Regions from separate parts of the Rattus norvegicus genome. Here region 1 is linked to region 2. The links are chromatin contacts, called in public Hi-C maps. All regions are on one chromosome and are shown on one strand. Each heading gives the region's core, a stretch centred on a gene start, on an enhancer-like site or on the middle of the called end of the contact. The rest is flanking DNA. Distances are from core to core; before and after follow the strand shown. Region 1 has its middle 9.7 kb from the start of Shcbp1l. Region 2 overlaps Nmnat2 (nicotinamide nucleotide adenylyltransferase 2).

Region 1 (4,493 bases), core at 630-3,129, 350 kb after region 2:
GCAGACTCGTTCTATTTCTGGTCCAATAAATTGATTTGCATTACCACCTGAAGTGGTGTAGAAGTGATCTCTCTGTGGCACAGCCTGAGTCTTTGGTGGTTCTGTGCATGTAACTGAGGATAGGTAAGTTAAGAATTCCATTTTGCAACTGACCTGGGAAGCAGGCTGCATCGTCTGAACACACCTATGGACCAATCACGGTTCTCAGGTCTTTGAACATTTTAAGTCACTTAATTATCACGGCCGGCCAATGAAGTGGGTTCTACCACTATTCCTGGTTGAATATGAGAAAGACAAATACATTTCTCATAGCTAGTATAGCTAACAGTGGGCTGTGTTCACATAGTCAACCTTGAGTCTGTACTGACAAGCATCCTGATGTTCTCTGGTTCCCGGTCAAAAGGCATTTGTCTCATCGTGTCCTCTTGGGCAGCCTCTTCCCTGGGAATTCCAGGCTTAGGGTTCTGCATCAGGAACAGAGCAGACTTATCTAAGGCTTTCCCTCCGGGAAACACTTCACTTCCTCCAGTGCAATGACTCTCTTCCCTTTCCACACAATTCAATAGGCTTCAACACTGAGACAAAGTGCTACAATTTGATCCCCCCTCCCCTGTGCTGTGTGAATGAACCTGGGGCTTTCAACAAGGTAGGCAGGTTCTGTAACCTGATTTATAACCCTTTTTACTTTTTCATTTTTAAAAAATATTTATTTATCACATATACAGCGTTCTGCCTGCCAATGCTTTTTATTTAAAGATTTAAAAAAATAAATTTATGTATGTGTGTTGCTGTGTGTGTTTGTGTTTGTGTGTATCTGAGTGTAGGTTTGTCCGTGTCAGTGCAGACTCAGAGACCGGAAGAGGGCAGATCCTCTGGATCTGGAGTTACAGACACTTGGGTGCTAGTGGCCCCACGTGGGTGCTGGGTATTGAACAGGGATCTTCTATGGTCAGAAAATGCTCTTATCACTAAGCCTGTCTCCCGCTGCTCCAAAACGTCTTTAAATGCCATAATTACACATCGTAGAGTGATGAACATTCATTTTCTGATATTTTTACCAGGGTAAGAAGATGAAACAAGAGTACGATCCCCGGGGGACAGGCATGGCAGCACGCACCCCAGATCCCAGCCCTCGGAGGACCGTGAGGCAGGAGGATTTTGGCTTTGAGGAAAACCGGATAATCTAGCAAGACCGTGTTTCAAAATGAAAAACAAAACAAAAACGAGCTGAACAAAAGTTTTACTCTAGAGCAGTTCCGCAATATAGAATTATAGATGGTGAAATACGAAGTTCCTTTCCACAGCCGTGCTCTCTGTGATACAACCGCTCCTCTGCAGAGGCTAGAGCCGAATAACGTCTAACGTTTTCCTATCCTTTTCTTATGTTTGCCTATGTGTTCAAATATTTAGTGCGCGTGCTTGAGTGTCTGGGTGCGTGCGTGCGAGTGTGTTGACGTCAGTTGCTCCTTCGATGGCTTCTCCCACTTTTCTGAGTGTTTTCCCAGTTATTAGGAATTTCTGCTCTTTTCCATGCGAGACTTATTACCTGGCGACCTTAGAGACCCTTTCCATCAAGACAGAAATACGAGCAACCTGCAGACAATGAAGACCCGCGTGGGCCCGCTAGCTTTTCTCTGGGGTAGCTGTAGTCAGAGATTTAGTTTATGTCCTTTCTTGCCTCTAGTGTCATGTGCCCTCAAACAGTACGGCGAGCCCTTTATGTAGTTTATATAGAATGAGATTTAAAACCTGTATTTGTCTCGGAAAGAACTGAAAGAGGAAGCTAAACAAGTATGGAGGGGTCAGCACACGCCGTCGAAGGCTGAAGCCTCAGCAAAACAGCCAGCCCGAGGTTAAAGTGCTGGCGCTTAGAAGTCTGAGCTTGCACCGCCTTCTGAGTCAGAGGAGCAGGAATGCTTCAGGCTGCGCCCAGCCCTTTGGGATTGGAGCTTGCACCAGCCCCCAAAGCTCTCCAGTGCCGCCCAGTGGTTAGATGAAGGAGCTACACGTAGCATCCCACAGTCCAGGAACATCTGTTTATAGAGTTTGGGCAGAGTTAAGGGCAAGAAAGAAACTTGATGTGCCGGTACGGGGAAAAGTAGACTATTTAGGAATCCTTTGCTAATTGGAAAGGTTTTTGAAAGTTTGTATTCGAAAAAAAAAAAACAAAAAATAAATCCCAACACGTTTCCCAATATTCTGTCATGTAACATCTCCAAAACAATAAAAAGCAAGTTTCCACCAAACAAAACTTCAAAATACCTGAATCTCTAGGTGCACTTGTTATGTCTTCTGAAAAATATAAGCCTTATGCAACTTTATCATGGGCTTGGTGAGTCGCTCGATTGGTGGAGGCTCCATGCCCCGCACCAAATAAAATGTCCCGGAGATCATTTTATCTCAGCACCCCGGAGGTGGAGATTCAGAAATGCAAAGTCATTCTCAGCTACATAAGGAGTTGGGGATAGCCTGGGTTACCTGAGATCCTGGTGCAAAAAAAAGCTTTATCATATAGCGGAGGTTAAAATAAATATATTAATATATTTGGTATATTAATAACTTAATTTAATGTAAATAATATATTAAAAATAATATATTAATGTTAAAGCCCCTAAACTTTATGTTCCTTATGTCCTCGTGGTTTTTTGTGCCTACAGATGACTTGCTGATGGAAAATAATCCCCTCATATTTGCGGTAACCAAAGCCCAAGATTTTCCTGTTGTCATTCTCTGAATCTTTATGAAAATGTCTTCTTAGGGATGAGTCTTCCCCCCAGATATCTGCCATCCAGCTTTCCCCACCATCCTCCAGGATTTGCCATTCTCCACAGTGCTTACCATGCTTCACTCTGTAGGTTTTACCACTAAGAACGTTGAGCAGCTGGGCATGGTGGTGCACCCCTTGAATCCCAGCACTCGGGAGGTAGAGGGAGGCAGATCTCTGTGAGCTTGAGGCCAGCCTGGTCTACAAAGTGAGTCCAAGGCAGCCAGGGCTCCTGTTACACAGAGAAACCCCGTCTTGAAAAACAAACCAAAACAAGAAGTTACAGAGCCTGTCAAATGGCTTTCTGAATAACCACATTTGTGTTCAAGGACCAGCACTGGCGTCAGCTTTGGTCAGAGAACCTTCTGACCGTGCAGTCTGTGGTGACTGCAAAGACTTGGTGTAAGAATAAATGTCTGGCCCAGGGGTAGTGGCACATGCACATCTTTAATCCCAATTACTCGGAAGAGTCCCAGGCCAGTCTGGTCTACAGAGCAAGTTCCAGGACAGTGAGAGCTACATGGGGAAACTTTGTCTGGGGAGAGGATAAGAGTAAATAAATGACCATTAAAGGCCCAGTCATAGGTGGGACATACATACCACCTTCCCAAGGTGCAGGAAACATCATGAAATGGGGGAAGAGTGAATGTAAGAGCTGGAGGAAGCCTGGGAGTGGCTTCCTGCCTGACAAGGCTGTCACAACCTTGAATGCAGAGTAGAGAGAGGACCTGCACACAATAGAGACCATCATCACCATGTCACGAGGGGGGGGGGCTTACGGGGACACACCCCTCCATAAGCATTTAATGTTTGACGGGAGATGTTTTGTTCAGTGGTGCAGACACTGGCAACAAACTTTCATTCTCCCCCTGGAAGCACTTCTAATCAAACACTCCTTCACGGCTTCTGCTTCAGTTCCTGCCTCCAGGTTCCTGTCTTGAGTTCCTGTCCCGATTTCACTCAGCGACCTGAGAATTCTAAACTGAAATAAACCCTTTTCTCCACAGTTGCTTTTGGTCATGGTGTTTTATCACAGCAATATAAATCCTAAGATACTAATAATGTTACCATAACATATTTATAACATATTTATGTATCTTCTTTTTATTATTATTGGGGTGTGTGTGTGTGTGTGTTGCATATAATACAGTGCCTTTTATGTGGAATTCAGGGATAGAACTCTGTGGGATGATGTCATTACCCAGGTGAAGGCAGGTACAAGATAGAACGAGGCCTATCATTGGACAAGAAGGGAGGATGGGCGGGAGAAAAGTTTTAGAGGGAGGAGGAGACTGGATCGAGAGGAGACAAGAAGGGAGAGCAGTCGAGAGAACATGGAGGCGGATGTTAAGATTCCTCTCTGCGGGGTTGGGGATTTAGCTCAGTGGTAGAGCGCTTGCCTAGCAAACGCAAGGCCCTGGGTTCGGTCCCCAGCTCCGAAAAAAAAAAAAAAAGATTCCTCTCTGCACATTTACAGGTTGTTATGAATATTCTTAAGGGATGGATGTGTACAGGGCTTTTATGTCTAGGTGGGCAATTTTATCATCAATTGGACCAGAGGTTACTGTGTTGTGTGTTCTTTCATGTGGTGATTTAAGTTTATGGCAATTTAAGTTTAAGAGAGTATGTGGCAGCTGGAGACACTAAGTCACCACAGAATTGGGATGTATATTTCCGGCATGGTGACAACCTGCCTTGGGAACTAGATGGGTAGAGAGATTGTTGCCAG
Region 2 (4,610 bases), core at 1,734-4,233:
GATGTGGAAGGACAGGATTCCACCCTTCGAGGTCAGGGAAGACGGCATGGCGAGTGCATTTCGGATGGCTAGTGGGTATCACCACGGTGGGGAAGTACAGTTCAAGCAGAAGAAATTAACGAATAAAGGCACATGTCGAGGTCACGACAGGGTCAGAGGTGAGAGGAGAGAGCTGAAGGGCTCAAATGTGCAGAACCCTCCAAATAACGGATACTTGGAGCTTGGTCAGTAATTGTGGCATGGCAGGTTTGCAGGCGCATAAGAGGGTGGCTGGCTAGCTTGGAACTAGGCAGAAGGCTCCTCGTGGGAGACCGTCTACTTCTTCCAGATGTGACTACTATTAGCTGAGCTTCACAAACGTGTGCATGGAGCTGTTACACATCAAACCCACACCCCCCCACACCCCCCACACCCCACCCCCCCACCCCCGCACTCCCCCACCCCCGCACCCCCGCTCCCACAGCTGCACACTTAGCAGGTCCCTGGAGACAAAAACCCCCACCAGAGCTGGGGCTCTTGACATCAGAGTTCCTGCTTCCGGTCCTTTATGCCAGCCTTCCCCTTAGGGGCCCCCGTAGTAATAACCAGTGATTAATTATTACCCGCCATTGATGTCAGATTCAAAGACATCCATTTGTCAAGAAAGAAATGTTCAAAGGAGGAAATATCTAAACATTCCTGTGCCAGGAATACTGACAAGTTGCTATTAAACATGTTTTCTTGTTCCTTACAAATCAAACACCCACTTAGGCCTGGGAAGAGAGTTTAACTGGTTGGACCAAAATGCTGGAAGGCAAAGTCTCTCTTCTCTTTAAAGGGTGTGTGGGGGTAATGACTCTGATTCCAGCTTGGAAGTGTGGGCTGTCAGGCACTCGGGGCTCTCTGTGGCTTCGTGCTTCAAAGCATTGTGCTCTACTGTCTTCACACTTTACACTCATCCCTCCCTACTCCACGTGTTCAGAACTTCCCAGAAGACAAGATGCCTGTGTGCTAGGGGAGCAGGAGGCAGTGGACGCTGCCTGTGGGAAGAAGTTAGGGAGATTGTATTCAGTGTCAAATCTGACACTGAAAACAGACCTGGCCTCATCGGAAAGAATACTGGTTGGAGGAATGTCGAAAATTAATATGAAAAGGAAACCAGATGTGGTTGCACACACCTATAATCCCAGCACCCAGAAAGTGAAAACCAAGTACCAGGAGTTCAAGATCATCTGCAGGCTTGAGGCCAGCCTGTGCTAAAGAGACTGTGCCCCCACACCCTCCCCAAAGTTGGTACGGAGCACTCTGTCATACACAGCTTGGCTCCTTTTGTCCCCATAATGACCCTTGAGAAATCCTCTGCTGGCATCATCTGCACGAGGTGCCTGGAGTCACATTGCCAGAAGGCAAGAGAGTCAAGATTTGAACCCAGTTATACTGGGAGAGCCTTGGCAGAACCTCGTTCTGCTGACCCAGATTTTAAGCCACTTGTAAATGTTGGCCCTGGCTTTAGGGAGAAACGGGGATTAGATAAACTGTTAGAAATATGTCTCTTACCTCAGGAAATGTACATTTTAATATTAAGAGAGAGAGAGAAAGAGAGAGAGGGAGAGAATATCTCACTACCAAATAGTATAACATGAAGATGTGGGAGCAAAGTCAGTGAAATCAATGTGGTAAGAGGTCGGCAAGTGGGCAGCACTGGGCTGACCATCTTGGATAGCTCCAGGGGGCAAGGGGCCTTGCAGCCAAGCCTGGTGCCCTGAGTTCTGTCCCTAAGACACACAAGGAGAAAGAATTCCCACAAGGCAGACCTCTGTCCTCTGACCTCTATTGCAGTGATGTGCATGAGTGCATGCATGCTTGTGCCTTCATGTTTGCATGCAGACAAACAAACTAACTAAATAAATAAATAAATAAGACGTAGTCGGGGAGGGGTGGGACAGACTAAGAGAACTCTCTATGCTTTCTGTAACTCAATTGTAAGTGAAAAAAATTAATTTTATACTTTCATTACATATATATTGTGTGTGTGCATGAACACACGGTGTACATGTGTGTAGAACTTGTGAGAGTCAGTTTTCCCCTCCCACCCTGTGGCTCTCAGGGATCCAATTCAGGTTACAGGGTCAACAGCAAGTGCATTGATCTGTAGGGCCGCCTCCCTTGCCCAAGTCTGAAAAGAATAAAATAAAAGAAGCTACTGGTTTCTCTCCCTTTGCATCCTCCCAATCTTGAGAGTTCATTCTCATTTTTTCCTTAATAAGTCTGTTTTCGAGCTAAAAACAAACAAACAAAAAAAGAAAAGAAAAAAAAAAACCCAAGCCTATATAACTGATATGCTTAGAAAAAAAATTTTTTTTTGCTTTTTCTATTTCATGGTGTTTATAAACTTCTAAATTAATCATGGCTAAATTTGACAGACAGTGAGGAGAGATGTGTGTATGCATGAGGAGGGGACCTTAGATGAGGGTCATTTCTCAGGCACTGGGAACAAAACTAGATTTCACGGCTGTCAGTCATCTGGGCTCTAAAGCAGATCCCACTGAGAAGGAAGAGGAGGTCTTGCCTAATGCTGGGCTGGGGACAATCCTCTTTGTCCACCCCCCGCCGAGAAGTACAAAGAGGTCCTTGCTGTTTGAACTTCCAGGAGAAAAAATAAAACCCTTACCAGCATTAGGGCAGGGAGCCAGAGCAGTAAGTTTTCGCCTGGTTGTTTTGTAACATTCTGGATCTAGAAAATACAAGACTGCTTAAAAATCCTTTCGCTGCTGGTGGTCATAATTATCCCCTTACAGCTCTTCATAAAGAACCAATTAATTAATTAGGGCTTGTGTGGAGAAAGGGTCTCTCCTGGTCCTCAGTCAGGGATACCCGCAATGGCCTAGGCAGCTCATTCTCTCGTACTGTGGTCTCTCGTCTCTGTGGCTGCTGGCCACAGAAACCATTCCTCCGTTAGAGCAGGAGGATTTCTGAAGCATTGGGGGCGGGCGGAAGACTAGCCTCTGCCTTGTTAGACAGTGAAGAAGCCGGAGGAGGTGGGGAGCGGGTGCCTGGGAGCTTGTCCCCGGCTTACAGTCCTTCCTGCGGAGCTGGGAGACTGCCCAGGGACCTTAGCCCTGAGCCGCTACAGTCTCCCTGTGAAGGAAACACCTTTACCAGGAGGGGCATTTGTCATGCTGGTTCCTGGCTTGGTCACTTTTTCCAATAGCGTTCTTTGTGCTAAAACCAGGGCAGTGTGAAATACTGGCCCCGTGATTCCCGTCCTCTGCGGCCATACTTCTTCCACCTGAAATAACACTATTACCGCCGAACCTTTGCCTCGTGCGTCCAGCCCAGGCTTCATCAACCTTGGATCCATCAAGGAACAGAATTATACCAATTTAAAAATCTTTTTTTTCCTGAAATACCATCACTATGTTATTTATCATGTGCCTGGGGATAGGGGGAACGTGCACATGCTACGGCAGCTTGTGGAGGTGAGAGGACAGTTTGCCTTGTGGGGGTCAGTTCTTTCCTTCCACCACGTGGGTCCTGGGGATGCAACTTGGATGCTTAAGCTCGACTGCAAGAGCTTTTACCAACTGAGTCATCTTGCTAGCCCCAATTTGCAGATGTTAATTGGCCTTATTTTCAGTTCCAGAACCCAGTAGCATTCTGACTCAGAAAATAAAAGAAGTATTATAACGAGCTAAGTAGATGAGGTTGGATTATAGACAGAAAAACAGAAAAACACTAAATGAAGGTAAAATAAGAAGAAAAAGGGAGGGGAAGGGGAAGAGAGAGGGGGAGGGGGAGGAAGAGAAAGAGAGAGGGAGGGAGAAGGAGGGAGGAGGAGGAGGAGGGGAGAGAGAGAGAGAGAGAGAGAGAGAGAGAGAGAGAGAGAGAGAGAGAGAGAGAGAGGTGGGTTGTTTCAATGTGGCACAGAGACAGGGAGATTGAGAAAGAGTCAAAACTGGCAGGCAACGGCTACTTCCTTTTCTGTGAGGGGAGTGTGCCTCAAACTTACTGCTTGGGGACGCACTTGATCCCCTGTCTCTCCTTTCTCAGGCCATATAAACAACCTGCTTGCAACATGGAGGACATGGAAACTTGGAATTTTGCTGTGAGTAACTTAAAGTCTAGTCAGTGGGGCTCAGCACAGGAGTCTTGTCCAAATCAGTGACATTATGGACATACTGGGACTTTTAGGGGGGACGAGGGTCATCAGAACTGAACCCAGAGCCTTATGCATGCTATTGCCAGCCCCTTCTTTTACTCAAAAAGGTAAACTTTGAAAAGGGTGTCCATGAGTGGTTCAGGTTGTCCTTGAACATGAGGTCTTCCCAGCCGAGCCTCCAGAGTAGCTGGGATTACAGGCCTCTGATGCCAGGCTCCCCTTGGAACAGGTAATTCTTTACTCTGGGTGCTGTCCAGTTTATTACGGGATGTTCAGCAGCATCCCTGGCCTGCACCTGGTAGGTGTCAGGACCTACCCATATTGCCACAACCCAGAACATCTGTGGGTGTTGCCAGATGTGCTCCCAACCTCAGCCAACCCAGGCTAAGGACGTTGAGTGTGAAACCTCTTAGGGACAATCTTCCCAGTCTTCTTAGGAAAAATACTGGAGGTCGGAGGAGACCAGAGAAGA

What was found. Hi-C and Micro-C count contacts between places; a contact is called where the count stands out from the background.
Region 1: a Hi-C map of Schwann cells shows a contact between it and region 2, with 5 times the contacts expected there. The contact joins two enhancer-like sites. A contact is called at or near these places in 2 of 12 Hi-C or Micro-C datasets (the A7r5 cell line and Schwann cells).

The regions. Positions count from the first base shown.
Region 1 is chr13:68,107,417-68,111,909 of GRCr8, forward strand. No RefSeq gene overlaps it. Among named protein-coding and RNA genes, the nearest start is that of Shcbp1l, 9.7 kb to the right of the region's middle. Within about 2 kb of position 1,880, at least 21 of the 93 cell types and tissues checked have an H3K27ac peak or open chromatin away from gene starts, as enhancers often do. A contact at or near this core is called in Schwann cells, where this site is marked.
Region 2 is chr13:67,760,643-67,765,252 of GRCr8, forward strand. All of the region lies in intron 1 of Nmnat2 (nicotinamide nucleotide adenylyltransferase 2), which reads left to right. Among named protein-coding and RNA genes, the nearest start is that of Nmnat2, 110 kb to the left of the region's middle. Within about 2 kb of position 2,984, at least 30 of the 93 cell types and tissues checked have an H3K27ac peak or open chromatin away from gene starts, as enhancers often do. A contact at or near this core is called in Schwann cells, where this site is marked.